4 separate regions of the Mus musculus genome follow, and regions 1, 2 and 4 are each linked to region 3. The links are chromatin contacts, called in public HiChIP or PLAC-seq and promoter capture Hi-C maps. All regions are on one chromosome and are shown on one strand. The core of a region is the stretch at or near the end of the contact, and the rest is flanking DNA. Distances in the headings are between cores, read along the strand shown. Region 1 overlaps Cct6b (chaperonin containing Tcp1, subunit 6b (zeta)). Region 2 holds the start of Lig3 (ligase III, DNA, ATP-dependent). Region 3 holds the start of Ccl1 (chemokine (C-C motif) ligand 1). Region 4 has its middle 27 kb from the start of Gm11418.

Evidence for each region. Promoter capture Hi-C pulls out the DNA fragments that hold promoters and counts their contacts. HiChIP or PLAC-seq counts read pairs in DNA pulled down with a chosen protein or histone mark.
Region 1: an H3K27ac HiChIP or PLAC-seq map of T-cell acute lymphoblastic leukemia shows a contact between it and region 3, with 6 times the contacts expected there. The contact joins the enhancer-like site here to the promoter of Ccl1 in region 3. A contact is called at or near these places in 1 of 15 datasets of contacts at CTCF or cohesin (large pre-B cells) and 2 of 115 datasets of contacts at active chromatin or transcription factors (T-cell acute lymphoblastic leukemia and large pre-B cells).
Region 2: a contact with region 3 is called in a promoter capture Hi-C map of the HPC-7 cell line, with 4 times the contacts expected there. The contact joins the promoter of Lig3 here to the promoter of Ccl1 in region 3. A contact is called at or near these places in 6 of 39 promoter capture datasets (the 3T3-L1 cell line, 3T3-L1-derived adipocytes, the HPC-7 cell line and 3 more) and 1 of 115 datasets of contacts at active chromatin or transcription factors (large pre-B cells).
Region 4: a contact with region 3 is called in an H3K27ac HiChIP or PLAC-seq map of embryonic stem cells, with 5 times the contacts expected there. The contact joins the enhancer-like site here to the promoter of Ccl1 in region 3. A contact is called at or near these places in 2 of 39 promoter capture datasets (the SN4741 cell line and embryonic stem cells), 3 of 15 datasets of contacts at CTCF or cohesin (the NIH/3T3 cell line, large pre-B cells and stem cell-derived epiblast-like cells), 9 of 484 Hi-C or Micro-C datasets (the AML12 cell line, bone marrow-derived macrophages, cerebellar granule neurons and 3 more), 10 of 115 datasets of contacts at active chromatin or transcription factors (astrocytes, bone marrow-derived macrophages, differentiating embryonic stem cells and 5 more) and 3 of 9 other capture datasets (embryonic stem cells, embryonic tail and embryonic trunk).

Annotation. Positions count from the first base shown.
Region 1 is chr11:82,743,608-82,751,426 of GRCm38.p6, forward strand. The region is part of intron 5 of Cct6b (chaperonin containing Tcp1, subunit 6b (zeta)); the gene reads right to left. It also overlaps the pseudogene Gm11420. Among named protein-coding and RNA genes, the nearest start is that of Cct6b, 17 kb to the right of the region's middle. Within about 2 kb of position 3,509, at least 133 of the 459 cell types and tissues checked have an H3K27ac peak or open chromatin away from gene starts, as enhancers often do. A contact at or near this core is called in T-cell acute lymphoblastic leukemia, where this site is marked.
Region 2 is chr11:82,775,806-82,783,351 of GRCm38.p6, forward strand. Lig3 (ligase III, DNA, ATP-dependent) reads left to right here and starts at 5,304. Exons shown (of 20, transcript NM_010716.3): 1 at 5,304-5,471; 2 at 7,541-7,546. The coding sequence starts at 7,545. It overlaps Gm11423 (predicted gene 11423), which reads right to left and starts at 5,237. Exons shown (of 3, transcript NR_126067.1): 1 at 5,051-5,237; 2 at 4,330-4,493; 3 at 3,796-4,130.
Region 3 is chr11:82,175,644-82,182,617 of GRCm38.p6, forward strand. It overlaps Ccl1 (chemokine (C-C motif) ligand 1), which reads right to left and starts at 4,169. Exons shown (of 3, transcript NM_011329.3): 1 at 4,026-4,169; 2 at 2,376-2,490; 3 at 1,023-1,268. The coding sequence starts at 4,101. The coding sequence ends at 1,181.
Region 4 is chr11:81,610,402-81,618,062 of GRCm38.p6, forward strand. It overlaps a transcript of Asic2 not described here. Among named protein-coding and RNA genes, the nearest start is that of Gm11418, 27 kb to the left of the region's middle. Within about 2 kb of position 6,305, at least 2 of the 459 cell types and tissues checked have an H3K27ac peak or open chromatin away from gene starts, as enhancers often do. A contact at or near this core is called in embryonic stem cells, where this site is marked.

The DNA.
Region 1 (7,819 bases), core at 2,259-4,758, 570 kb after region 3:
AATCTTATCTAGACCTAGAATGTTTTCCGCCTCTGAGACCTACTGCTGAATAAGCTCACCCTTTCTAGCTCTTTCTGAACTCTGGCTGTTTGGGCTCAAAACTACTTTTCATGCTGACTGATTCAAATTGGCTTCTTTCAGCTTCTGACTGAATTGTTCTGCTTGGCCTAATACTAACTTTGGCAATATAATCTTCTGGCTCCTTCTCATTCTTAGGCTCATTCTGTCTTTACCTCTGTCTAGCTTGTTCTCTCTGCAACTTGTCTCCATACAACTATCCAGATAAAACTTCCCTCTCTCTTCTCTCTCTGTGTTGCTCTCTCTTAAGTAGCCCCTTTCCTCTGTCTTCATAAGAGTTGGGCATATCTTATTCTGTCAAATCTTTCTCTGATTTGTCACTTTGTCTGCCTCTCAATTAGACATCACTTTCAAACATGGGTGCTTCCTTCCACAACCTGTTCCTTTATTGTTTGAGATTAAATCTCTGTGCTAAGGTAGTATCTGTATCCAGCCAGAGTAGCCCTGTTCCTGGATTGAAATTCCTCTACACCCAATATTTCCTAAGTACTAAAAAAAAAAAAAATGTTTTTAGCCAGTCATAGTAGCTCACTCCTATAATCTCAGTTCTTGGGAGGCATAAGCAAGAGGATTGCACAATTTGAAGTAAGCCTAGGGTATACAGTGAGTTCCAGGCCAGCCTGAGCTTCAGAGTAAAATACTGTCGGAAGGAAGGAAGGAAGGAAGGAAGGAAGGAAGGGAGGGAGGGAGGGAGGGAGGGAGGGAGGGAGGAAGGAAGGAAGGAAGGAAGGAAGGAAGGAAGGAAGGAAGGAAGGAAGGAAGGAAGGGCATTTTAAAAATGTCCAACCTAAGATATAAAGGAGCTTTCAAGTCTTTAGTCTGAAGATGAAGGTACCTTACTTACTTAGGAAAAAAGGTGTGTGCTCAATGTTCAGTGTTCTCTACTTCTCAAGCTTCTGTCATGTTTACTCTCCTCAGCCTCAGAAAATGAGTATGCTGCTTTGAGAAAATAGAAACTAAGCCGGGCTGTGGTGACACAAACCTTTAATCCCAGTACTCGGGAGGCAGAGGCAGGCAGATATCTGACTTTGAGGCCAGCCTCGTCTACAGAAGTGAGTTCCAGGACAGGCAGGGCTACACAGAGACGCCCAAAACCCTGTCTCAAAAAAAAAAAAAATGCAAGGAAGAACCTGCCGCATAACTACCACCTCCATCACCACCACCTCCACAAGTCCTCAGTAGTCCCTCACTCTTTAAAACAGAGCATCCCTCTCCCCACTCCATTCCCGAATCCCCCTGCAGCACAGAACGCTGGTCCTATATCACTGCTTTTCCTTACAGCCACTCTGAACTGTTTCCATTTGCAATTCCACCTTGAATTAGTAAGGGTTCTCTAGAGGAAAAGAACCAATGGGATGAATATATTATTTAAAGAATTTATGAAGGCAGCTTTAAAATAGGAACAAGAGCAGAATCACACCTGAGAGCTGAGAATCGGGGAGTTACTTAATACTGGGTGCCTCGGTAGTGGTCCCACAGGGGCTGTCTCTCACTGAGGGGAGGAGCGCCCTGGAGCTGCTCAGTCCACAATGCTGGGCACCTCAGCAGTCCGGATCTGGTAGGAGAAGCTCAGGAGAAGTCTGGAAAGTCACTGGCCCCACCCAGTCCAGGCTGAAAGCGTAGAAACAGCTTCTGGTATTGACAACGAATCAGAAGCTGAAGCAACAGGACAACAATTGATTCAAGGCCAGAGGGAGGCCAAGCAAAGGCTGTTTGCTCTTCCTCCTGACACATCCTTTCATCTGTGCTGCTCCCAGAAGGTGCCCACAAAGTGAGTCTTCCCAGGTCCATCAAGGTGATCAGGACAGTTTCTTAGGAGGGGCACCACAATACACCCCTCCCTTACCGTTCTCTCCTGTGCTTGCCTTCAGTGGGACTTTCGTCTCTGCCTCTCTACTGAAGCAGTATGCTGTTCACTTTTCAGTTCACAACAATACTTTAAACATTTTTCTCTTTCTGCTTGGGTGCTGAGACACCATGCCTCTTTGACCTCCCTTGATCACCCATCCTCACTCTCCATTGGTGAATTTTTAACCTCTTTTCAATTTCTAAACAAGTTTCCAATGTTCAGGATTCTTTTTTCTTAACTGATTAAGTCAATTTATTAAAATTGTCAACTTAGGCAACCACAATAGTAACTTCAGCCTCCACTCCCCGATCAATGCTGATGGAAGTAATCACTTAACGATCTCAGAAGGACTGTGTAAATCAATGAGTGGCTCGTGGACTGGGTGAGTCAATGAGTTGCTCACAGATTCTCATCTGGAAACGATCCCATGTCTTAGAACCTTCACTGCAATGTATTTTTCCAGTAGTGATTGCTAGTGTTGGGGTAGGTGTGTGAACTGGCCCTTTTCCTTTCACATTCTTTTCTTTTTGCACCTCTGATCAAGGAAGCACACACCAGAAACTTTGCATCATGGCTGGATCATGGCTGGATCATGGCTGGTGAGGGTGATTTGAATTTGGTAGATCAACAATTCTAATTCTCCTGGCATCTTTCTGGTATCTTTTGGGGGCGGGTGGGGGGGCGAGATTCGAGATAGGGTTTCTCTGTTTAGCCCTGGTTGTCCTGGCTTTCTGGTATCTTTTTATAGATGTGCACCATGTACATGCAATAACAGCAGAGGCCAGAAGATGGCGACAGATAACCTAGAACTGGAGATACCGATAGTGAGTGCTGGGAATTGAACCCAGATCTTGTGGAAGTCCAGCCAGCACACTTAACCCCTGAGCCATCTCTCCAGCCCCCTTTCTGGTATCTTTAAAAGTCATGGTTGCAGCCTCATAATAACGATTCCCAGATATGTATTTCTCATCCTGCCCTCTATTCTGAACTCATTCCAGGATCTCAGCTCATCATTCACATGTAGAATGGATCCTCTCTCCTCATTCAAATCTCTTGATATACTCTCGCAGGTACGCCCAGAAGCTTGTGTTCTGGGGCATCCTAAATACCACCAAACTGACCATCAAAATGAACCATCACGTGGTTACATTCCAGTTCACCATCATGAGCTGAAACTATCGTGTCAAATGCATTTACTCTCCCTAACCTTCCCACCATCATTTTTTAGCAATGCCGCATATAGTAGGGCAGTGGCTGTGTAGTTTCGTGATTGCAGGGTCAGCTGTGAGCAACTGCTCAGCATCACAAGACAGTATCATACAATATATATTGCTGGGGGGAAATTAAAATGTAAACTTCAAAGCACAGGCTCTCCTGAATGCATATCACCTTCACACCACTGTAAAGCTAGTGGACGGTAAGTCGGGAACCATCTACAACTGTAAGCCTAGTTTTTAACCACAATAAAAGCACCAAAAAGTGAAAATGAAAGCAAACCAACATTTGACAGAACGCCTCCAGCAAACTAGGCATGGAAAAAAATCTATAGGCTGAACAGTAAGCAGAGGAAAGAATATCAGTGGCCCTTGTCTGAAGGAGGTCCCTTGGTTTCACCGCTGGTCTCAGTAACACACTGTCACACGGAGACACGTTAACTAAGGAAGCGCATGAACTTGCAGAGTCATCGGCAGAGGGAAAGGAAGTGAAAAAGCAGCAGCTGAATGTGTTAGCTCCAGGCCTGCTGACAAGGGCCAGGAAGAAAGAAGGTTGAGCACTACTTAACATCCCCTGGGAGCCTGGGCAGTGTCTCCAGCTGTAAGTGGGAGAGAGCTGCAGTCCCGAGTGGGGCTGAGACGGTAAAAGCCATAAACATCAAACCAAGTTGAAATTATGAAGATAGAGCTTCACAAACTCAGTAGGAAATAGCAGTAGTATCAAGTGGGATTTTAAAGAACAGTAACAAGATCATGTTTTAAGAAGGAGTAAATGGGGGGATATTATCCAGAGCAAAGATATTAAGGTAGACTCCTACAAGTTACTATAAATTATGTAATTTCTACTAATCAAAAAATAGTAGAAGTGTGAAATTTGCAAATTAGTAGAGAAGAAAAATATAATGATGAAAACAATAAAATGAAACGTTGGTTAGAAAAAACATAGGACAATGGGAAATGAATAGAAAGTAAAAAAGATAGGACCTGTGAATCAAATATACTCTTAACAACGTAAAATGTAATAGACTAGCTATTTCAATTAAAATATAAAGACTATCTGATTAAGAATTTTTACTTGCCTCCAAAACATAAAACAAAATAAAAATGTCACTTACAAAAAGCAATCTTCTAAAATATAAGGACAAGAAGGTTGAAACAACACACACATGACAGGCACGTACCAATAGAGAGGAAGCTGGTGGGAGCTGGGGAGATGGCTCAGGGGTTAAGAGCACTTACTGCTCTCACAGAAGCTCCTGGTTCGGTTCCCAGCATCACATGGTGGATCGCAACCATTTGCTAACTCCAGTTCCAGAGGATCTGATGCCCTCCTGACCGCTACAGGTCCCAGCTATGCACAGATTGCACGTACATGCATCCAGACAAAACACTTATACACATAAAATGCCATTTTAAGAAATCTGCCTGCCTCTGCCTCCCAAGTACTGAGATTAAAAGCGTGCGCCACCACTGCCCGGCTCATTTTTAAAAATCTTAAATGAAAACATATTCATAGCTGGGCTGTATGGGCACACACTTCTTTTTTTTTTAATTACATATTTTCCTCAATTACATTTCCAATGCTCTCCCAAAAGTCCCCCATACCCTCCCCCCCTCACTTCCCTACCCACCCATTCCCATTTTTTTGGCCCTGGCGTTCCCCTGTACTGGGGCATATAAAGTTTGCAAGTCCAATGGGCCTCTCTTTCCAGTGATGGCCGACTAGGCCATCTTTTGATACATATGCAGCTAGAGTCAAGAGCTCCGGGGTACTGGTTAGTTGATAATGTTGTTCCACCTATAGGGTTGCAGATCCCTTTAGCTCCTTGGGTACTTTCTCTAGCTCCTCCATTGGGAGCCCTGTGATCCATCCAATAGCTGACTGTGAGCATCCACTTTTGTGTTTGCAGGCCCCGGCCTAGTCTCACAAGAGACAGCTATATCTGGGACCTTTCAGCAAAATCTTGCTAGTGTATGCAATGGTGGGGCAACACTTCTAATCCTAAACAGACACCAGCGGATCCCTGAGTTCAAGGCCAGCCTGGTCTACAGAGTGAGTTCCACAACAGCCAGGGCTACACAGAGAAACCCTGTTTCAAATGCCCCCTACACCCCCCCAAAAGAAAAAAACTTAAAAAGAGAAAACTGGAATAGCAATTGTATCTAAATGGAATAAATTATACTTTTAAGACATTTCTAAACAGATCTGTACAGGTCTGTAACCCCTGATATCGGAGGGGCTGAGACTTATGTTGGCTACAGAGTGATTCAAGGCCAGCCCTGGTAAATCAGTAAGACCCTATCGCATAATCAAAAGTAAGAGGGAAAGTACGGGTTACAGCTCAGTAGTTAAGCACATACCCAGCACGCGCACGGCATTTGGTTCGATCCTCAGCACTAGAAAAAAAAGTCATTATCAGAGAAAAGATGGTCACTTTATATTGGTACAAAAAGTTCAGAGTTTGAGAAAATATATTATACTAAAAGTTAGTCACGAACCGGGCATGGTGGCGCATGCCTTTAATCCCAGCTCTCGGGAGGCAGAGGCAGGCGAATTTCTGAGTTCGAGGCCATCTGGTCTACAGAGTAAGTTCCAGGATAGCCAGGGCTACACAGAGAAACCCTGTCTCAAAAAACAAAAACAAAAAAAAAAAAAAAAGTTGGTCACACCTAAAGCTGGGCAAGGTGACATAAACCTGTAATCTCAGCATTTAGGAGGCTCAGGCAGGAGGATCCTAAGTTAAAGGCTAGTCTAGGCTACAAAACCATATCAAAGAAGAAACATGAGAACAATCCTGTATGCATCTAGTAAGACAGTTTTGGTTTTTTATTTGTTGGAACTTGGGGCCTTGAAGATATTACTCAAAGGGTCTGTGCTCTGATACATCTCTAGGCCAAGATCAAAATCTATACAATATCCAGGCATCACCGGTGGCATAGCCCTTTAATCCTAGAATTAAGGAAGTAGGTTGATCTCTGTGAATTCAAGGCCTACAAAGGCAGTACCAGACCACCCAAGACTAGATAAAGAGACCTTGCCTCAAAATAAACAAACATATGTAATATATATGTGTATGTTTGTGTACTTGTATGTTTAATATACATTTAACATATATTAAAGCTGTCAAAACCAAAGGAGAATATAAACAAACCCATGATGATATTGCTATAATATTAAAAAATGTTAACACGTCTCAGTAATTACAGAATAAGCTGTCAGAATATTAATAAGGACACTGAAGGCCTGAAAAACAACATTAACAAAATTGCCCCCTTGACAGAAAACTGTACCTCACAACTACAGCACGCCTGCTTGTTGAGTACATAAAACATTACAAATAAATTCTCTCGAGCCAAGCTTGCATCCTAGGACTCACAAGATTGATGAAAAAGGATTACTGTAGGCTCAGGGCCAGGCAGGGCAGTAAACATACAACCCTGGCCTCCAAAACTAAAGTAAAATAATTAACTGACTCTATAAGCAAATCTCAACACATTTCAAAACAGTGAAATCTTATAGACTATGTCCCCTGCTATTATATAATTGAACTAGAAATCAATAACTACATTCTCCTCTATATTTTGAAATGAAGACGTTTAAAATAGAAATTAGAAAATATTTTAAATGGATTGTGTTTTCCAGCAAACCTCAGCCTGTCTGTCTGCCAGTGGGACGGACTCCATAACTACAGGAAAGCAGGCAAACAAACAAACAAACAAAAACAGCAGCAAATATCTTCATTGTTAAGTCAACTCTTGCTGACAATAAGGACTTCTGCAGATATCCAGAAAGAGATATAGAAGGGGGAGTGGAGGAGAGACTGCAAACGGCCTTAACGGCTGGCCAGAGGAGCAAAGAGAACAGGGCAGCTGAGTGGTCTCAAAACAGGTGAGAAGGAGAAGGTCCTGTTTCTTCTGTGTCTTCACAGAAGAAAAGCTGGCTGCATTGCTGGGTGTGACTCACGCCTGTAATTCCAGAATGTGGGAAGCTGAGGCAGGGGGGCTGCCACAAACTCCAGACCAGGCTGGGCGACAGAGACGTTGCCTCCAAAAAGTAAAACAAAATAAAAATGAATGAGCAAATAAAGAATGCAGAAAAAGGCCGAGTGGTGGTGGTGCATGCCTTTAATCCCAGCACTCGGGAGGCAGAGGCAGGCGGATTTCTGAGTTCGAGGTCAGCCTGGTCTACAAAGTGAGTGCCAGGACAGCCAGGGCTACACAGAGAAACCCTGTCTCAAAAACAAAAACAAAAACAAAACAAAAACAAAACAAAACAAAACAAAAAGAATGCAGAAAAAGAAGACAGCTGAATGTGGCCATCCCAGGATTGAGAGAGAGAGGGTCACCTGTACTTTAACACTAATTTTGCCCTTAAGATAGTTTTGTTATACCCAAACCACTCTTCAGTGAAATCTTTAGAAGGCAAAAAACAACAAACAAACAAACAAACACCAGAAAATATTTTAAGTCATAACTCACATGCTTGCCGGGTAACTGGTGCACGAATGCCTTTGATCCCAGCACTTAGGAGGCAGAGGCGGCTGGATCTTTGTGAGTTCAAGACCAGCCTGATATACAGAGCAAATTCCAGGATAGCCAGGACTACACAGTAAGACCCTGTCTCAAACAAACGAACGAACAAGCAAACAAACACATCCAAACAAAAAACAGCACATAC
Region 2 (7,546 bases), core at 4,054-6,553, 600 kb after region 3:
CCCTGGTCTTTACATGCTTACGTTGCATATGCATGGATGCACCTGTGTATGAACACACACACACACACACACCAGACAGCTGAACCTTTTCTCTGGTATATTCCTGTAATCACAGCACTTAGAGGCCAAGGCAGGAAGATCGCAAGTTCTAGGCCATACATAGTGGGACCCTGTCTCAAAATTCTAAAATAAAGTGACAGAGGGGCAGAGATATGAAGACACTCAAGGCTCATTGACCAGCCAGTCTAAAAGAAGCAATGAGCTGGGAAACTGTCATAAAAATTAGGGTAAACCTTTCACTCCCAATATTTCTGCCCTCTACCTACACCATACAAAGTGGTGGCAGAGGAGAGGAGAGGAACAGATTAACCAAAAAAATTAAGGATACATGAAAAATCCCTGAAGACCCATCAACTCTGTAAGCCAATTTAAAAACATAATTAAAAAAAAATAGATGCTGGGTTTGGTGGTACATATCTTTACTTCCAGGACTTTTGAGGTGAAGGCAGGAAGATCTCTGAGAGTTCAAGGCCAGCCTAGTCTATATAGCAAGTTCTGGGACTATATGCTAAGATCTTGTCTCAAAAACAAACAAACAAAAAAAATTTAACCCAGATAGCCTACATGGTGAATATTATTCTAGGAGACATGTTAATCTATTAAGATCTCAGAACCTAGTGAGGGGCACCTTCCTGAGTTATTATTGGTTGGGAAGGTTCCAGAAGTTCCTGAAACAACACAGGCTATTACTGTTCTTGGTCTCCCAGCAGAACTAGATGGTAGGCCCTAATGCTAACGATAAAACGGTCTTGGGTTGTAAGACAGAGGATCCAAGCTGGAAATGGCCTCCAAGATTACTTTCTCCTTGATGACTGCCTTTCATGTACTGAAGGGTGCTGTGTAGGATGCCGAGTCAGAAAAGACATCAATGGTATCCCTGCAGCCAACCAGATGATTACAGTACTGACCTTCCAGGCAATGCGTGCCCACTGGCACAATCGTGGCATGAAGGTTATGGGGGCAACCAACTACTTTTGGATTGGATTTGAGATGGGCTTACAGGAAGGAATTCAGTAGCATTAAACTGGCCAAAGTACAAGGCTCAGAAGGTCAGTTTGTCCAGAAGAACCTACCAACTGTTGCTAAATAACATGTTGTCCAGCTACCTTCTAAATATTAATGCTTATCCCCATAGATAGTGCTGTCCTTAAATTTGGGCAGAGTAGTTCTCTCTGTGGTGGTCAGAGTGCTGAGAATAAGTGTCTATTGAGTGTTCAGCCCTAAATAGGGTGTTTGTATCAATCACCCGCACGCCTCCCACAGAGGCAATGGAAGGGAACAGCCGGAGGAGGATGAGGAGTGCTGTGAAATGCTGTTCTTTGCCACGGCCTGACCACTGCCCAGGAAGTCACTGGTGCTACGGTGAACCGAGCAAGGTTAGGTCAACGAGATCAGTCAGCACTCCGATAGGCAGCACTAATGTGTTATTAACAAAATCAGCGAGGCCATAAAGGCAGGCAGGGATGTGTTGGGGGTTCCTAGGAGGATGGAAGGGAGAGATGGGGGTGTATATGATCAAGATGCATGGCTTACATGTATGAAATTGTCAAAGAAAATTTTAAATCCTTTTATTTTTTTTTTAAAGTAGAAAATTAGCCAGGCGTGGTGGCGCACGCCTTTAGTCCCAGCACTTGGGAGGCAGAGGCAGGTGGATTTCTGAGTTCGAGGCCAGCCTGGTCTACAGAGTGAGTTCCAGGACAGCCAGGGCTACACAGAGAAACCCTGTCTCGAAAAAAAAAAAAAAAAAAAGTAGAAAATCACTGGGCATGATGGTGCATGTCTTCAACCCCAGTACTTGGGAGGCGGTACTTCAGAGAGGAGTTCTCTGAGTTTGAGGCCAGCCAGGGCTACACAGAGAAACTGTCTCAAAACAATAACTAAAAAACCCACCAACAAAAAGGTAGAAAAATCACTTACGAGGACTCTGGCCTCTATGTATATATTCACGGGGGAGCATACACACACACATAAATATACACATACATCTACTCACAAAATAATAAAGGAAGAAAACCTATGAAAATGTCAGTTCTTCCCAACTTCATCTCAAATTAGTGCACTCTCAAGCAAAAATCCCAGCAGGTCATTTTGTGGCTATCAGATTTAGATGACTCCAGTGTTTACATAAAAAAGCAAGAGACCCGCTAGAGCCAACATAACCACTAATGGAAAATAACATAGCTACACTAGCTGATGCCAAGGCTCACTCTAAAGCCATATTAACCAACACGGTGGTATTAATAAAAGAACAAGTATATCACTGACAGAAATATGGAGCCCAGAAGTAGATCTTCACACAGTCAAATATCTCTAAAAGAAGCAAAAACCAAAAGACAGACACTGTATGTATTTTGTCCTGTATGTGAAACCTAGATTTAAAATTCTGTATGTACTCTCGTAGATGTGTTTGTAGGTCAAGAACCTAGAAACAGGATTAGGAGGGGAGGAAGAGAGCTCAATGGTACTGGGCATTAATGGTGATGGAACACCCACACCAGGAAGGCAGAGCCTGCACCAGGAAGGCAGAGACAGACACTAACAGGCAGGAGCAATCCAGCTGGAGATGGAGTAGGCACACAAAGAGCAGTGTCGCTGGCAACAGAGGAGAACAGGGTAATCTACACCATGATAAACCCATTATTATATATATCAACTTGAAATTAAATATTGAAACAAGATCTTTCAATGAAGCCCTCCTTGGCCTGGAACTGGACATAAAAACCAGACTGTCCTCTAACTCAGAGATCTGCTTGCTTCTACTTCTCAGTGGAAGACATGAACCTCCATGCTTAAAAAGGTTAATTTTTAACAGGAGCAAATACAAAAAAAGGGACACAAGCAATCCTTTAAAAATTGGTCTTGAAGTAGGGTGTGGTGGTGCACGCCTTTAATCCCAGCACTTGGGAGGCAGAGGCAGGCAGATTTCTGAGTTCGAGGCCAGCCTGGTCTACAAAGTGAGTTCCAGGACAGCCAAGGCTACACAGAGAAACCCTGTCTCAAAAAAACAAAACAAAAACAAAACAAAAGAATTGGTCTTGAATAACCCAGAATCCACGTGCAAAGAGAGAAAGGGGCAGGTAGGACATGGATAACCGACCTTACATTCTTTACAAAAAGCAATTCAGTGGATCACAGAGCTAAATATAAAGTGCAAAACTTCCCCATTTTACTAGGGAAACTGAAGCCCAGACATGAAACTAGATGAAGGTTTACACAGCTCAGGCTAGAACAAAATTCAGTCTGACTGTGCTGTTCCAAAGCCCTATTTTCTTCACCAAACTTGACCTCTCCTTGATGGATCAGTTCTCACTTTTATTAAGAAATACAAGCTTGGCATGGGGGTATACAGCTCAATTCCCACTGTTATAGACTGGGGGGGGGGGGGGCTGCTGCATTGGAGATAAGCCTACAGCTACACAGTGAGATTGTCCTTCCCTAAAATAAAAAGAAAAAAAGAAAAGAAATATCACTGCATCTAGATTCACGCTAAATGAAAGTTCAGTGCTCTTACCGTCAAAAAAAGAAAAAGAAAGAAAAGGAAAGGAAAGGAAAGGAAAGGAAAGGAAAGGAAAGATATGCAATTGGCAGCTTTGGTACCTAGCGCTGTTTCACAGCAGGGGCACCTAAGTCAGAGATGATTATGAATACCATGTAGTTCTCATCAAGCAAAGCAAATACTTAGGGCCTGAGTCTTTTTGTACACTTCCGTCATTAACAAAGACATAATGAACTTCCTTTTAAGGGGTTCAACACTCTTTTATTAACCATTCATTTCATTAGCTCTCGAATTTCATTCATTTAGAAGTAGATGCAGGCAACATGGCAGCGTCAGATGCCTTTCATCCCAGCACATGGGAGGCACAGGTAGGTGGATTTCTGAGTTTGAGGCCAGCCTGGTCTACAAAGTTTGAGTTCCGGGACAGCCAGGGCTACACAGAGAAACCCGGTCTAAGAAGAGAAAGCCTTTGCAGATACCCACTGCTCCTCACCACAGGCTTTCTGTCTGTGGAGTGCTGAGCTGGAGCCATAACAATGGGAGTTAAGCACGCAGCCCCATCGTTTCTGATGCCCTAGTTCAAAGACAGTAAAACCAAACAGGTGAGTGACAGTAAATATTCTTTAACCGAACACATAAAAAATTGGCCAGCAAATAACTGGAATATATGCACTATTACTATTAATGAGGTATTTTACTCTCTTTGGGGAAGTGTTGGGTACTTGTCAGTGTACAGTGTTCATTTACAGCATCTCTCACTTCAGACTGCTTACATTTCCAGGGCTCAGCAACCGAATATATTGCTTGTGATGAAAGGGTTGGTCAGCACAGGGAAAGTCCATTGGGTTAAGATCAACTCCAGTCAAAATGTTCACGCTTCCTCAACTGGAGCCCTTGAGCCTAAGGCCTTCCGAACTCCAAACCCAGGTTTATCCTGCTGCAAGTTAAGAGAAAACAAAGAGCCTTCACCTCATTTCAAACACCAGGATCTAGCTGGCCTCAGTACAGCAGACACTCAACCTTGAACTCCAGAGAGCCTCCCTCGGCTCATTCTCCAGTTCTGTTAAAGACCTCGTCTATCAGCCCTTCATTTCTATGAACAAATAACTGAGCACCTCACACAGATTCAAGCATACACCTTCCTCTCCATCTCAAGGCCACTTTGATATGGACAACAGCCTTTTAGTGAGTCGGCTTGTCTTAGTCTCTCCCCTGACCAGCTTCAACTATAGTGACCCCTCACAGCGTTCTTTCCCTATGGAAAAAAAGCTAAACTCTTCCTCAGAAATAGAACTTAGTTCCACGATCTGCACTTTATTTACCTAACAAAGCCCAACTGTTTGCCCTTCCCAGACTGAACAAGGCCTGAATACTTTTATTTTTTGAAAAATTAGCCATCTTGAACTCACAGAGCCTATTTGAGGTTTAGAAGCACTAGTTCGCTAAATGACATAAACGGGGCCACAGTCCCTGTTCTTCACATTTTCTAATTACCTTTTTAATTAAAGTAGTGCCTTTTAATTCAGCAAAACTCCTGCGGTGCGGAAGACACAGGTGGAACGACTCGAGCTTCCCATCCCTAGGATCACTGCAATGATTTTTCAACACTACCTTCAATATCTAACAATCTGAGAAACTCTAGGAAGTTCAGGGACGCTGCGCCCCAAGCCGCCACTCCAACCCAACACTCAGTTCAAGATTTCCGGGTAGGAATAGAACAGCGACCCACGTGGCGACCGGAGGGGGCGGGGTCCGAGGGCGCAAGTCGGTTACTGCGCCTGCGCCCTGCCTCCGGCTGGAGTACCCGTATTTAAAGAGACAGGCGGTCTATTCATCGTGCGGGACCCGTGGCCTTGTGGGCGCCTGGTCCGGTGGCTCGTGCGGAGCGTCAGAGCCAGGGCAGCCGAGAAGGCAGGTGAGGGGCGGCGCGGCGCGGAGCGGCGGGCCGCGGTGCGCCGTGTGGGGAGGGCCGGGGCCGAACGCGGCGTGGCTGGAGTGGCCGTGGCTCCTCCCCCGCCCGCCGCTCAGCCTGGGGGCACACCCTCCGTGACGTGGCGCCCCCACGGGAGCCCACGGGAGGCCCGCGGCCCCCGGGACCCTGGGCAGCCACCGGGAAGGGCAGGATGCCAGAGTGGGCATTCTCAGGGGGTCGGGGCCGGGCCGCCGCCGGTCCCTCTCCGCCGCCTTGTTGCGCGGCCGCGGCTCGCCCGCACAGCCTGTGGGCAGAACGGCGTGCTGCTTGCTCTTCGGGCTCCCGGCCTCCTCGCGCCGGTCTCCCCGGGTAGTTATTTGTCGTATCCCGGGATGGGCGATACGACACCCTACCCACCCTACTCTGCGGAAAGTTGAACTCCTACTCGCCCTGAGCTCCTCCTCAGCCCTTGCCGGCCTTCACTCGCCTCTCAGATTCTTAACGGTTAGGGCTTGTGTGACCCCCTGAGTCTGCCAGTTACGGACCTCCCCTCCCCCAAGTCGAACATTGTCAAATACACAAGTTTGGTATACAAACTTCAGAACTCCACGTCCGGCTTGCCCTCGTACTCCTTGTAGTTTTCCTAACCACCCCATGAAGTAGTTCTAATCTTTGGGGGGTTTGTTTTCTTGCTTGTTTTCCTTTTGAGACGGTCTTGACGACGTACCCTGGCTAGACAGAAATTTACTAAGTAAACCAGACTTTCTAGCTTCGAACGCACAGCAATCCTTCTGTCTTTGCCTTCTGATATGATTACAGACGAGAACCACCATAACTAGCTCTTAGTCCTGTTGTAATTGTTGTTGTTTTTTTGTTGTTTTTTAAGATAAAACTGGGGCCGGGTGTGGTAGCACACGCCTTTAATCCCTGCACTCAGAACACTAGCTTGCTCTTCCTAGTGACTTCCAGGACAGCCAGAGCTACATAGAAAAATCTATCTAAAAACAAACAAACAAAAAAACCGAAAAATAAATAATAGAAAATAAACTGAAGTCATGCTTGGTGGTTCATACCTATAATTCTAGGGCTGGAGGTGGGAGGATCGGATCGGCCAACTAAGGTGTCTGGCTAGGGTCCACCTTGTTGGAGAAAACCAAGTCGCCTGATATCTGCCCCCACCTCCCCACCCCGCTGTAGATGGGTAGGCTTGGTCTCCAACCCTTTCTTTAGTAGTACACCTGCTGTGCTCCGCTCTACCTCAGCCTTCTTGCTGCTCTGACACAATATCAATTAAAGTTCTCAGCAGAGTGGGGACTAAAAATAGTTTCCAGTAAATTGAAAATTAAAACTGTAAAGCCACTTAAATAATTACAGATATAAGAAGGGATAGGAATAATCATTTTCCACTTGAATTGGTTCATCACTTGCTTAGATTCTTACAGTCCAGTTATTTCAACCTCCCCTGATTCAGGTCGCCGAATTAAGCAAGGGAATTGCGTATTCTGTTTCTAAGGAACAACTTAGAAACAGCTACTCTTTGAATGAGGTACTACTGTGAGCTGCATTTTACAGATGAAATAGGAGCAGAGAGGGAAAGTAACTGAACAGAGCTCACACAGCAGCTAAATGGCTAAGTAAGGCTCTGAACTTGGGCAGTCCATCTGATTATAGACTCTGATTAGTTTTTTTCTCAAAGGGGCCCTCTTCTGAAATCCTAAAACTGTTATAGTGGCTTCATTGTTTTCTGAAAGTGTCTCATGTGTTATATTTCACAGGGAAACTTCATAAACATAATGTAATTTTTCTTGATTTTTAAGACAAAGCTTCAGTATCTTGGTACTATTTAAAGGTCACCATCCACTATGAGTACCTTTACAATCAGTCTCTACAGTGTTGGTGTTGCACACCCCTTTGGAAACTGGTTTTTCCTGTATCAGAACTCTGGGTGGTAAATATTTAATGCATTGGGAAGTGTTTGGTTAACCACGTGCTCTGTATGAGATTCTAGCCATTGAGAAATTGGAAGCCTGGATTCTTCATGTCTGTCTGTCTGTTTCTACCCTTTTATGCAGCTATAT
Region 3 (6,974 bases), core at 2,919-5,418:
GAGCTGCCATGTGAATGCTGGGAATCGAACCTGAGTCCTCTGGAAGAGCATGTGGTGCTCTTAACCACTAAACCATCTCTACAAGCCTCCCAGCCCTGATTTTTTTTTTTAAGCAAAGTCTAAAGAAAGTTGGTTCTTGACCACATGAACCCCAGGCCCTGCCTGCCCTTTGTAACCTGAGTAGGTTTCTATCCAGCTTGCAGGGTTGAACTGTGTCCCTGCAGGAAAGGTAGAAGGACACTGTGTCCCAGGGATTGGCCTACATTATGAGGGTGAGATTTCGAAGCAGGCAAATAGGAGGATGGGCACAATAGGAGGACCCCTGGTGGTTTGCAGAAACTGCATTTTCTTCAGGGATAGCTCTTGGCCATTAGAGGGTCAGGAGGGTCGTGGAATATGGAGGAAGGAAAATGATCTTCAGAGTCTAACTGTTGGCTGGCTTGGGCTCTTGTGAGTGCCCAGAACAGTGCCTCTAATGCCTACTTCTCTGGCTTACGATCCTTGCTTCATACCAGGCTTCTGCCATCTGCTACTCCTTTCCCTAGAGCCTCCCACTTATGCCCAAAGGCTCTTTCCTGGGTCTGCTACACACCTCTAAGCCTTTTCATGCCTTCCCCTGGCCTGGCTCTTTGGCCCTAACATTCTGTGTCCTTCTCCAACCCCGATCACTTACTTCATTTATAAAACAAGGTTGGCAACATCTTACAGGCAAATGAACACAAAGATCCCTTCCAGCTAACAATAGGCTAGCATTGCCACTCCCAAGTACTTTGGGCAGGGCAGGCAAGAAGAAGGGCTCTCATCTCAATGTGAACCCTGCTCTGGGACAGTTGGTTATTCTACAGTGGCTCCTTTGGCTACTAAAGACCATTGCACAGCCGGGATCAAAACTTATCCTATACAGTGGTTCCCACAGCACCAGCTCAACTTTCCAGCCCGTGTTCCCACCCCAGTGCCAATCAAGTCTGAATTCTGAAATCGTCATGGAGTCCAAGAAACAGAGGCAGCGGGAGTTGAAGATTCCATATTTTAAACAGATAAAGAACCATAACATAGCTTATCACATGACTGAGGTCTGTGAGCCTGCAGCAGTAGGGGTGGCGGCAGTGGGAGGGTGGAGGACTGAGGGAAACTGCAGTCTCTGGTGCTGGGATGGGAAGGTGGCTCATCTTCACCCCGGTTAGCAGGGGTTCACCTTCTTCAGGTGATTTTGAACCCACGTTTTGTTAGTTGAGGCGCAGCTTTCTCTACCTTTGTTCAGCCTGAATCTGTGAACAGAAGACACGGACAAGGACCTTGGTCACTCACTGGAATCTGTAACAGTCTTCTCTGCTTCTGTGAGACCAGGGACCCCTGAACTCCTGACTCTGTAAATGAAGAAATTTTACAAGATCTGAAGCTGGCGTGCCTGTGTTACATTGGAAGCTTATTAATGGGGACCCCTGAAGCCTACCGTGGAGACTAGAATTCCCTTTGTGGTACAGAGCACAGGAGCTGGCGGACAGTCTGATGTGTAGCTAGGACGAAACGTCCCAATCCTAGAACAACTCCTTGCTCCAGGTTTGAATATTTGTGTGTCTGCCTGGGGCCTACTGTGTGTGTGTGTGTGTGTGTGTGTGTGTGTGTGTGTGTGTGTGTTTGTAGGGTCTGAGATGTGTGGGGTATGTGTGTGTGTTAGTGTGGTATGTGTGTTTCTGTGATATAGGGGGTGTATGTGGGGATGTATGTGGGGGGTGTGGTATGTGTGTTTGTGTAGTGGGTGGTGTGTGTTTGTGTGGTGTGTGTGATATGTATATGTGGTGTGTGTGTTTGTATAGTGTGTGTGTGTGTGTGTGTGTGTGTGTGTGTGTGTGTGTGTGTGTGTGTGTTTCATGGTATATAGACATGTGTGGTGGCCAGGGGTCGGTGGTTATGAAATCTTCCTTAGTGGATTGTTTGTCCTACATTTCGAGGTAAGATCTCCCACAGAACTTTGTTAGGGCCAGCAAGCACACAGGCTATGCCTGCCTCTGCCTCATCTAGCACTGGGGTTACAAACTCACACCATCCTGCTGGGAATATGAACTCAAATCACCGTGTTTGAGCAGCCAAACTACCCACTGAGCCAACGCTCCAGCCTTGTCTGTTGTGCTTTTATTAAACATTTCTTCCTGGCTATATAGCTTGGGATCTAATCATAGGCACTTTGGGGTTCAAGCAAATAAATCAGGACCCCCCCCCCCTTCCTGGGAAGCCCCACGCCCCCTAGTGTCACTCTACACCTTAGATTGCCTGGTTGGGTTTAGACTCCCTTTTCTTGTGGAACAGCGCCATCTAGTGTGTACTATTCTCAATTCCGTCAATATTATCTCTCCCCTGGCTAGTGGCTCACTCACACCACAGCTGGGGGATCAGGACAGGAGGAGCCCATCTTTCTGTAACACTGGATAAACTTCAGGGGAAGCTCTTTCTTCAAGGTGTTCAAGCAGCAGCTATTGGAGACCGTAAGCACTAGAAGAAAAGCACAAAAAAAGACCATTCATTAGCAACCATAGCCTCTCACCCACAACAGAATTAAAAAGCAAAACCAGCCAAGTCCTTCCTAGGACAGACTCAAGCATGGAGACCACATCCCGAGGGCTGCAGTGCAGCTCTGTCTCAGCAGCAACACATTTCTAGGATGGAGACAACAATCATAAGACTGGGGAGGGGCGTCAGATGTGAGCACCCTACAAACCAGCAGGTGGTGGGGACAGAAACCACAAGCCTGCCTGAGCCATGGCTCAGCACACACTCCTGCACATACGGTGAGACTCTTCCTACCACATATACAAACCCCTTCAGTCCCAGTCTCCCAGCACAAGTGCGTGGCTCTGTGTACTGTGCTAGTACTTAAGCTCGGGGCTCTGGCCTCACATCCTAGAGGACCTGTTATCCCATCGCATGCAGGACATTGTAGTTCTTGGTTCACAGACATGGGGCTGGGTGAGGAACTCCACAAGGGCTCAGAAGGAAAAGGGGGTATTCCCAAAAAGTGGCTGGTCCACTCGCCCACACAATCTTCCACATTCCCATCCTTGGCCCTCCCCTCTTTCAGGGACCAGTAACCCCCAGTCTGCTGATTTGTACGCTCTCCTCCCACATCCCACCTTCAACATCCCTGTGTTCTAACCCTGGATCCTTCCTGTCTCGCTGTTCACAGAAACTTGCAGGTCCCCTGACCTCAGGTTGGTATTTTCCGAACAATCTAGAACATGGATTCCAGTTTATCCATACAGAAAACATCTTTAAGAGATATAATAGTTATCTGGCTGTTCACTCCTGTGGTCCTTCCTTCAGCCCCTGCCTGTCATCTGTCACACTGGAAATCAGTCTTAGTCCCTCCTCTGGACTTCAGGGATCCTAATTTGTTTTAAACAACCCCATAGGCCCTTCCAGTTGTCTGTAGGGTGAGGATCAAAATTATCTTCCACACACTAAAGCCACTTCATCTAGAAGGAGGAGGATGAAGAGGAGGAGGAGGAGGAGGAGGAGGAGAAAGGAGAAAGGAGAAAGGAGAAAGGAGAAGGGAGAAGGGAGAAGGGAGAAAGGAGGATGAGGAGGAAGAGAAAGGAGAAGGGAGAAAGGAGGAGAAGGAGAAGGAGAAGGAGAAGGAGAAGGAGAAGGAGAAGGAGAAGGAGAAGGAGAAGGAGAAGGAGAAGGAGAAGGAGAAGGAGAAGCTCCTCCCAGAACAGGGCCAGTCTTGGAACCCCATCAAGAGGATGCTGGCCCAGGTCTGTCTCTGCAGCCACCTAGTTCTAGGATTAGCAAAAGAATCAGAGGAATGGGTTTCAGGTCTGAGCTCCCCACCACGAAGTAGATGTGTGCTCCCAGTCCATAACCTTCCTCCACGCCCAGCGTCCCTATCCCATTACTGCCCGCCATTCATCTCCAGATAGGGACAGAAATGAAGCCAATGATGTCTAGGTAAGCTCTGTTCCCAGCCCAGAGTGCCTGCCTATACATCTCCCCTCCCTGGGCCCAAGCACTAGGACCCCATTACTCACTGCTCTTGCTGTCAACATCCTGTATCCACACGGCAGCCAGCAGCAGGCACATCAGTGCCATGGCAGTGGGTTTCATGGTGATAAGTTTCTGTCTCAAGCCTCTCTAGAGCAACCGCCGAATGTCTGGTGGAGCCAAGAACTCTCTCCTGCCTCACCCTGTACTGAGCTTTTATCAGAAGGCCCGGGGTGCTTTCCCAGACCATGGAGAAGAGGTGGGAGTCCCAGGGAAAAGGAACTCATACCCAATGGCCACATGGAAAACTCCTTTTCTCACCTCTCCTGGGAGGAGGGGGGCGTATTCGAGGTATGTTTGGGTGCCTAGTGGCCTTGGGAACTTCCCCAAGTGCAGAAGCAGATACCAATCTTTACGTTCTTGACAAAATACGTGGGAGCTGTCCTGGCTGAGTGGAAAGTCAAAAAAGGTGAGAGAGAGAGAGGAAGTGGCCCGTACACAGCTTGTCTAACCCACATCATTCCATTCAAAGCAGCTACAGGCCTTGGAGAAGGACAGAGCAGAGAAGGTACAATCTGCATCAAATGGAGCTTGTGTCTGGGTTCTGGCTCTGCCAATCAGCCATTGCACAAACTTCTCTAAGCTGCACATCCCTACAAAATGGAACTAGTAACACATCTCAAATCCGGGTGGTAAGAATGAAATGCAGAGCTGGGGAGATGGCTCAGTCAGCAAAGTACCTGCTACACAAGTGTGAGGACCAGAGTTTGATTCCCAGAACCCGCATACAGAGCAGGGGTAGTGGAATGATCTTGTAACCCCAGAGCTGGAGAGGCTGACCGGCTGATCCCTGGAGCTGCCTGGTTTGCCCGCTGAGCCTAGTTGGAGACCTCCAGGCCAGGGAGAGAACTTATCTCAAAAAGCAAAGTCGTTCACATGCACATAGACACATGTATGCACACCTACATACATGTACACACACACACACACACACATACACACACATACCACAGGTTGATCCTGTCTGTCTAACGTTTGGCCAACACATTTGCTATTAGTTTTATTTCTTTGTTCCCCAGCCCTTTCACAGCTTACTCTGATCCAGACCCTTGCTTGGTTACCCTTGGGACAATTGCCAATGGGGGCAAAGCCTGACCTGAGCCATCTTGCTTCAACCTATAGACAAGCCATGGAGAGCCATCCAACACAACAACGGCTCATTCAAGACAGATCTGTCATGTGGGGGGCACAGGAGAATGTTGGGGACACCCAGGGACTTCAGAGGACCCTTTCCAGACAGTGTTCTATAAGTACCATGTCCTGCAGGCTGCTGTGAAGACAGCACGTCAGGCAGGGGAAGGAGTCTGGAAAAGCCAAGTACAGAGGAACACCCTTCACTCAGCATCATGGAGAAAGCTAGAGCATGGGATGTAGATGCAGATGGGGTTGTGCAGCCAGATAAAAACAGTATATGCAGTGGGCAGTACTTGGGATAAGCAGCTCATAGGAGGCCCTCAAGAAAAAGCAGCTAAGCTTTCTGGCATTGGCATCATGGGGCCTATACACAGTGGGTTGGCTATGCTAACCTATGTTGACCTTAGCCTGTGCAACTGAAAAACCTTCAGTGTTTGTTGCCAACTGAGTGTAACTACTAGATAGTTAGAACTCTTCCCAAATAGTCAAGCTTCAGTCATCCATTTTGCTCTCCTATATCCACCATCTCATCCTTACTGTAACATCGACCTGACCACCTTCCCAGCCAACTCCCTCTGTGCCCAATCTGCTCATTTCAAACACCCTTCCTCCAATAAAAGTCATTTGCCAACCCCTGCGGGCAAATCTCAGCCTCCTTTAAGCCCCTGTGCCTGGATGGCAATCGGAAGTCCTTGTCTTCCCGCATCTCTCCACTGAGGCTCGCTCCGTGCTACCGTGGCATGTCTGAGCTGAATGAGCTTTTCAAGACCTTTGGCAGTGATGACTCTTGGCACTCCTGAGGGAGCTTTGTCGAAACTGGGAATATCTTGGCTCCATTTCAGAGTCAGAATCAAAACTCAAGTGCCTGTACTTGTGAGGAGAAAACTCCAGGCAATTGTCAAAGCACCAAGAGATAAAATCTCCACAGTATGGAGGGTGGGAGGGTGACTTTCACGAGGAGGGAAGTCTTGGGCTTGATGCTATATTGAGAATGGGGGTGGCATAGGAGGCAGAGACTCGAGCCCTGGGTATCTAAGAATAAGATCAGCTCATGATCTTTACACAGCTGGACCCATGCCAGTCAGACCCCTACTGCTTCCTGCCACCCACAAAGTCATTAAAATTACTACCCCATTGCTGCCTCTCTATGTCCTTGTCTTTGGAGGCTGATGTGTTCTGGTCCTTTACCCCCGGGGTCTTGGGAAAGGGGAGATGTGAGTATATAAAAACTGGCCAAATGCAAGTATAGACCCTTTAGACTCGGGCAGTGAAGAAGGGGCCACATAGCTGCCCTGGAAATTTCTGGTTCTTCCCCTGTTCTGGGAGCTGTCCCTCAACAACTAGCTCCCCATCTTCCCCCTCACTGTGACCACAGTATTTCCCAAACAGAAAAGAGGAACTCATTAGTACTTTGTTATGCCTTACCTTCCTGGGCTCTCTCAGCACCTGGAAAGAAGTGACCAAAAGTAGGATTTATCATCCAGCAACTTCATATTACACATGGGTACCCCAACATGGCTGTCGAGGCCCAGGGACTAGGACCATGTGATAGGTCAATAAAGCCTCTGTGGAAATGAGCAAGCAGAAATGATCGTGGATTGGCAAACAAGAGGTGACCTCGGGATACGCACTGTTATCATTCACACAAGCAAGCCTTCTTTCTGTGGCGTGTAGTTAGGAGCCCTTGTCACTCATCTTTCATTTTCTAGGGACCACTGAATGAGGACGGGGATCAGGTGGCTGGCAGCCAGGGTGGAGTCATCCTAAGATGCTGTCCAGAGGCATTCAGCCCAGCCCTGTCT
Region 4 (7,661 bases), core at 5,055-7,554, 560 kb before region 3:
CTGTAGTTAGAGACAGCCCAATCCCCTGGCTGCAGAGTCCTCAGGACACTGTTCTGTGGTCCCCAGTGCCAGCTTGCCTCTGTTGTGTATGCCCAGCCTCAACCTAGTCCTCAGACACCTTTCTCATATCTTCAAGCCACTTTGCTTTAAATCAGAGAGACCAGCCAGTGGTCACTGAGTGCCCTCTGCAAGGAGGCTTTATGAGTTTAGGACATGAGTGGTCTCAAGCAGGAGGAACTGCTGTTACCCCCATTCTAGAGGTCAGAGAGGGGAGGTGCGGGAAGGCTAAGTGACCCTCTGAGCCCCAACACCTGGACGGCAAACAAATCAGGCTCAGCCTAACGGCAGAGGCTGCTCTTCCGACAGCCAGGCTCCTTGGGTAGTTCCTTCGGTGCCCTGCCCTGCTAGTGTTCTCTATTTTGGGTTCCCATGGTCTCCAAGCATCTTTCCTGAAGCTTCCCTCAAGTTCACTCTGGGCTCCTCCCATTAACACAGCCACCTCCTGGAGCAGAGCTCAGAAGAGCTGGCCCTATCTGGCTGGGATTCTCTCCCTCTCCTGCTCCTGAATTCCTGGCTAGTTCCTGGCAATCCTTGGCTTGGGTTGAGCCTGTGTAAGAGCAGATGCTGTAGCTGATGCTCTCAGGACTGTAGGGAGCATGAGCCTGTGGGAGCCGGGAGCAGTTTGGTGCAAGGCTTCTTGACAATGAAATGAAACTGGAAACATGGACGCCAAATCACGAAACAGCCCTTCCCCATCCAGGAGCTGAGACACTGGGCAAGGCCGGTGGTGCGCTCTTCCCCTCCCATTAGGGCCAAATGGGAAGTGGAAGCGCCTCCTGCTTTCTGAGCTGACGTTCAACTCCAGGACTCAAGATGATAAACACAGGCTTCATTATGCCCCTGTCTTCTTTTGCGGGCTTCTTAAGTGATTAGTGTAATAGTCTGTACACAATAGACTTTTAATTAATTTTTGTGGAATGCATAAATGCATGAACCACCAAGGGAAGGAACTGAAGTCCCTTGTGACAACAATCCCCTGAGCCCATCTCCACTCTATCTTGTAAGGGAAGCCCGCCAGGTAGCGGGCGATACTCAGGGAGGAGGCTTATAGCAGCTAAGGAGGAGTGTATCTGGGGATGGGCTGTCCTTCCTCTGCCTCCTGGGCAGGTGAGCATACATCGAAGCAGCCTTTCATGACTGTGATCTGACAGAGAGAGATTTTGGGATTTCCTCTGGAAATCTATAGCTATATGAGGAGGGGGTTATCCTTTCTCCTGGGGTCTTCTCATGATCATGGCTCTGTCTTACTGCGCCCTCTTCAAGTGAGGTACGGCCGTGTAAGTCATAGGAAAATCACTCCAGGGTCTAATGTCAACAAAGAAGACCATTTCCTCACTGCTCCAGATAGTCCCTTGGACTGTGAAAAACCCTTCCCAACAAGCAAACAAAAATTCCGACCACAGTTAGAAACCAAAGCCCAACAGAGGATTCAGTTCTCTAGAGATTTCTCCAGTGCAAAGCCACTAAGGAAAGGATGGTCTTTGGCCTTTGGGACATCACAAATCCCGTAAGGCTGATGCATGCAGACTACCTCATGCATATGATTGTTACATAGGCAATTCTGAGATGGCACAACTCATGAGATGTCTATCACCTATGTCAGTCAAAGAAAGCCCCGCCCTTTCGGAGACCGCCTCCTGAAAGCTCTTGGGATCTAGAGCCCTGTGCTGGCTGGAGTTTGCCCCTGCTTCTTGGAATGTTTACTCATTCATTTTCGCTTTCATCAACCCGTGCGTTCAAGGATACCACATCGCAGAAGAGCCATGCTGTTTATCCCGAGTCTATCTACCTGTCTTCACCCTGGGGAACCAGACTGTTGATAAGCTAGCTGATCCCTCTCTCCTTTCTTAAGATGTACTATCAGATCTCCCGGCCCCGCCTCCCTCAGCCTCTCCATCTTTGCTTAGTCCCACCCCTCCACTGAGTGCGGAAACAGACACCCATTCATTCCACGGAGCACAAACGATGTGTAGTCGGGAGCAGAGGAGGAGCTCCTAGGATGATGGAAGGGAGTCTCTTCGGGAGTAAAGCCTCCCTTCTCCTCTACCTACTGGGGGCCTAACAGGAGTGCCTGCTGCAGGAGTTAACCTCAGGACTTAGCTTCCGCCGCCCCAAACAGGCCTTTGTACTGCCAAGTCCTTGGATTGTACAAGCTTCTCTAACACTGGGAGTCAAATCAGGATCTGCATCATCTGTGTAGCTCCCTCCCACGCCTGAGTTGTCCCTGGCTGGAGGCAGGATCTCTAGACATCTCCCGTTACTTGGGGGGAAGTCAGCAGCCCTGCAGCTGGGGTGAAGTGCTTTCTAGGAAGTTCTAACCCCTATGTGTCTTCATGCCCAGGGCTCTACAGTTTATAATGCCACCATCCGGAACCTATGGCCCTAACCCAATTTCGTTTGCATTTTCATTCCTTTGACCCTAGACCACTAAGCCGGAAAGCGCTGCCTCAGACCAATTAGGATCCCTAGTTATTTCTGAGTATTCCTTTAGGTGAGGCTTTTACAGGCTCTCTTCTGCACCAAGCTTCAGGCCGCTTGGGTCCGTGGGTGTTTCATCTTCCTAATAAAATCCATCCATCCATCTTCCCGAAGAAGCAGATATCCCAGGGCTAGACTAGGGAAATAAAGTAATAACGTTATCGGCCTTCACAGAGCTATTTAAATACAGACCCGGTTGCTGGGGAGATGAAAGGGGGCCCCTTTTGTTATGAAAATGAAGGGAGTGGGGAGGGGTTCTGTTTGTGTTTTGATATGTTAATATGCCTGGAAGCCACCCAGGGTGGGCAGTGCTGGGGAGGCTGAGTCGCAAGGCATATTTATTTGTGCAGTTTAATTTAACAGCTAGGCTACAACGGGAGCTGCAATCGGGATTGTGTAAAGATAATTACAGCCCCATTATTAATCAGATGCCTGCAGGAGATGGCTTGCTAGCTCGCGGCTCCCCGGGCTGCATGCAGATCAGCAGCCAATCTGACACAGCATCTTTGTGGTCTCATTCTGCCATCTAGTGGCTGTTTCAGGAATTGCCCAGGGAAGATCATTCTAATTTGAAGTTCCTTTTTAAACAATGGGACGACATTCTAGAAGAAAAGGCAATTGCTGCAGCTTCTGAAAAGATAAGATAGGGAAAGGTTTGGAATCACATCACCAGTTTGCCACTTTTTAGTGATTCTGAGCTTGAAGTCGGAGAAAGTAACATATTTTTGATTGGATTCTGCCCCCCCCCCTCCGTCCCCCGCCCCGACCCCGGGGAACCTGAGTCTTCTAAAGAGTTCATGAACTATATACATAAACACACTGTGCTTTTCCATTCTTTTCTCTTCCATCTTTCCCGTTCTTCAGCTTTGTATCATGTTTTAGTTTCATTTTTCTCTTGTCTCTTGGATTAAAATCTTGCTTTTGTTTTGCGTTTTTCCCTGAGTCGAATGACTTGGGGCAGGGGGTATAAATCAGAAACAACCACACTCAGTCGAGCAAGGTTGGCATGTCCCTGCATTCCCAGCACTTAGGAAGTTCATGCAGGAAGAGCTGGGGTTCAAGGCTGGCTTGATCTACCCAGTAGAAACCTTACACCTGCCGAGGGTGGGGCACGCCCAGCATGAACTGACTGCAGCGAGGAAAAGGACACCCTGAGCCTCCTGAGGGGGAGGCCAGATGTTCAGCGAATGCTGGGCCCCCACACAGCATGGGAATAATAGAATGGGGAACCAGGAAGAGAGGCAGACACACAGTTAGGTGAATATCCTTTTGATTTGACTCTTGTTAACACTGTCCTTTCAACCCTCCACACCGGCCCATTAAACCCCAAGACAGCAGAGTGGATGGAGGTAGGAGGAGGGGAGAGAGGAACAACCTCCATCTGGGAGGTCACCATGAGGATCAAGGTAGATGTGCAGTCCCATAGAGGCTGCAGACCCAGTTGGAGCCTCCCTGAGAGGTGGCCCTTTTAATAGAACCTTGATTAAGATTGTCTGACAGTTTCATTTCCCTCACATTCCGATCTTTCAGGAATTGAAAGTGAATCCAGTTTATAAGCTGCCCTGGTTCTTAGGACTTTTACTCCTCCTCCTCTCCCTCCTCCTTTTAGATTTATTTATTTTATGTATAGACGTACACTATAGCTGTCTTCAGACACACACCAGAAGAGGGCACTGGATCCTATTACAGATGGTTGTGAGCCACCATGTGGTTGCCGGGAATTGAACTCAAGACCTCTGGAAGAGCAGTGCTCTTAACTGCTGAGGCATCTCTCCAGCCCCCTTCTTTATCTTCCTCCTCCTCCCCCTCCTCCCCCTCCCCTTCCCCCTCCTCCTCCTCCTCTTTTACTTTGCACTCTCCAAACTTATCTTAACTAACAAAATAAGAAGTGGGGGTGGTGGCATGGGGGCAGTTAAAAGAATGAAAACCCAAGCCACACACCAGAGGGACATCTTTTTATAACAGGTCCTGAACCCAGCAATTTACAAAGAACTCTTAAATAGTGTCCGGTGAATGATCCAGTTGGAAAAAGGCTAAATGTTGATAATGCACACCTAGAAGGCTCCTGGATACTGTGCCACACAATGGAGCCTCCTTTCCCATCACTGAGTAATGTCTGTGTCCTGGAACTGTACAGACACAAGTAAGGAAATGACAAGATATCCCTATCACACACACAAAAGAGCTGCAGGTTAGAACATTATGCTGCCATGTACCTACCAAGATACCCACATCCCGAACAGACAGTATCTAGTTCCAGAAGAACCAGGATCATGCTCACTGCCAATGGAACTGTAAGAGGGCTCAGCCACACAGAAGACAGTTAAACAACTTCATATTCAGCCAGACAAACTCTTATTGCCCCAAACAACCATCTCTCTCTCTCAAGCATGCCCACCTGGCCAAATAGAGCTAAACATCCAGGACTTCAAACCTTGCGAGACCTCGGTTTCCTACAATCTGTTACTTGATTGCAGGGGTCTGGGGCATGAACTTGGCAAATAGCCATCTCTATCCTATCAAAATGTTAAAAATTCAAACAGGCCTCAAACCATCAACACTGCTGACTGCACTGAAAATGTATGTCTGTAAGTACAACGGTCGCAATAATGGCAGGTTTGTTCACAATTCCTCCAGACTGCAACCTTCCAGTGGAGTGATAGGATGAGGTGTCAGGGCCACCGGTGACTCTCCAGAGTTCTTTGCTTGGCCATTGCTGACCTATTTGGTGCCAACCTGGCTCTCCCCTGGTTCAGGGCAGCTGTGGATCTATGCAAACACCAGACCTACACGTGATGAGAGTATCCAGTACTCAGACTGTAAGAGCAGCTCAGCCATGTCCTTTATAACTACCAAGTGGCCACGCTCACACCTTTAGAATTAGCAACCTAGGAAAATGTCCCCAGGCACATGGTCCCGGGATGGATCTGTGTCACACACCTGAACTCAATATCTCCTTTTTGAAGCCACAACCACTCCCTTGCCCCCTTACTGACTTGAAACTTTCTAAGTAGGCCAAGCTTAGCTGTTTGGAGAATTTCAGAAATACATCCATTTCTGTGTCTCCTGAGTTCAGGTAACACTCTCTCTCTCTCTCTCTCTCTCTCTGTCTCTCTGTCTCTCTGTCTCTCTGTCTCTCTCTGTCTTTCTGTCTCTCTCTCTCTCTCTGTCTCTCTGTCTCTGTCTCTCTCTGTCTCTGTCTCTCTCTGTCTCTCTGTCTGTCTCTGTCTCTCTCTCTCTCTCTCTGTCTCTCTCTCTCTCTCTCCCTCTCTCTCTCTCTCTCTCTCCTCTCTCCTCTCTCCTCTCTCCTGCACTGGACTTTTAAAACTCTGGGTTCTGTGTTTGGGCTGGGTCTAGGACCCCTACCCATTAGTAACAGATGTACAGCTTGGTCTCTATGTGGGTCCTCTAACAACTGGAGTCTGGGCTGTGTCTGACTCAGTTTCCTGCCATTGGATCCCCTTCCCCTAGCTGGGCTGCCTTGTCTGGCCTCAGTGGGAGAGGGTGTGCTTAGACCTGTGAATTGAAATGACTGTGCTAGGTGAGATTGGGGGGACGGACGGACAGGGAGGGGGCGGGACAGAACGTGGGGGGTGTGGAAAACAGATCTCCCTGACTAATGAGCTGACCATCACATATTTGCATAACAATATTGAAACAGGTGTTCCCAAACAAATGGTTCAGGCCCCTCCCCAATCTGCTCCGGGGCACAGGGGAGCAGCCTTGCCCACCACAAGGACCCTCTGTGTCCCTCTGGCACACCTGTCCTGCCCTTCAAGGCTCAGCTCCTGTACCTCTCAGATGACCTCTGACTCCTACTCAGCACCAGGAGTACTACTCAACCCACTCCCCGCCCTCTCGTGCGCACATAAGAAGTACTGCCCCTATAGGTTGGAGGTCAGATTGCAATAACAAATAATAGTTTTCCTGGTCTTTTATGTGTGTGTTTATATGTGTGTGTAGATGTGTAAGTGTAACGTGTATGAAGCATGACAGTTTTTAATGCCAGCATGTGAATGTGCCTTTCTTTAAGAGCTATTGAAAAGCTTGTCTGAGAATTTGTTTTTCTTTTTTAATGAATTCCACACATTTAATATTTTCTGAGAAATAATTAGTTTACACAGCTCTGTTGCATTGCTGTAGTGTTTATGCAAAACTTACAGTCCTTTTATGAACCTGAGACTTTTATACTTCTATTGACAGCCGCGAATCCAGCTGTCTCTACGGAGCCATTTGTCCAAATTGGAGTGAATTTTAAAAATGTAATCGCTCAAGAAAAGCTGGCTAATTGGACACGACTTTCAGCTAAACACACATTATACAAAATATTCACTCTATTACAACACAATTAGTGATTTTGCCGGTATGAAAGCGAAGGAAAAATACATTTATGAAATGAGCATAGAATGCCTGTAAGTAGCATATGCTGGATTTTCAGAACTTAGTTGAACATCACTGAAGTGCCAGTGGAGTGCCCAAAACATGTGAAGACTTGGTTCAGCCATCTTTGATGTTTTTCTGACATTCATTCATATAAAACAAAACACAGCCAGAATATAAAGTAAAATGTATGTGTGGAGATATATATATCCTGTATTTATATGTAGACAAGGTTTTACATATAAAGCAAGGTAGAGATATGTGATTTATACACATGCTTGTAAGTGTAATTTTGCTTTATGAACATTTAAATGCATAGTTATGAGAGTGTATTCTGTTATGTACGTTTGTATGTGTGCTGGTGCACATGTGTGCTTAGGTGTACTTACATGTGTACACACATGCATGTATGTAAGGCCAGAGAACGACCCCCGGGGTTATTCTTTAGGTCACAAACACCTTTTGGGGAGAGTGGGGACATAGTCTGGAGCTCACCGAGTAGGCTAGACTGGCTGACCTGTGAGATCTAGGGGTCCCTCTGCCATGGCTTCCCTAGTTCTGGGATCACAAGTATGTGCCGCTATGCTCCGTTTTCTTTTTAAAAAAATAATTTATTTTCGTTTTATAAGCATTGGTGTTTTGCCTGCATCGGTGTCTGTGTAGGGGTGTCAGATCCCGTGGGACTAGAGTTATAGACAGTAGTGAGTCTCTATGTGGGGGCTGGGAATTGAAGTCAGGTTCTC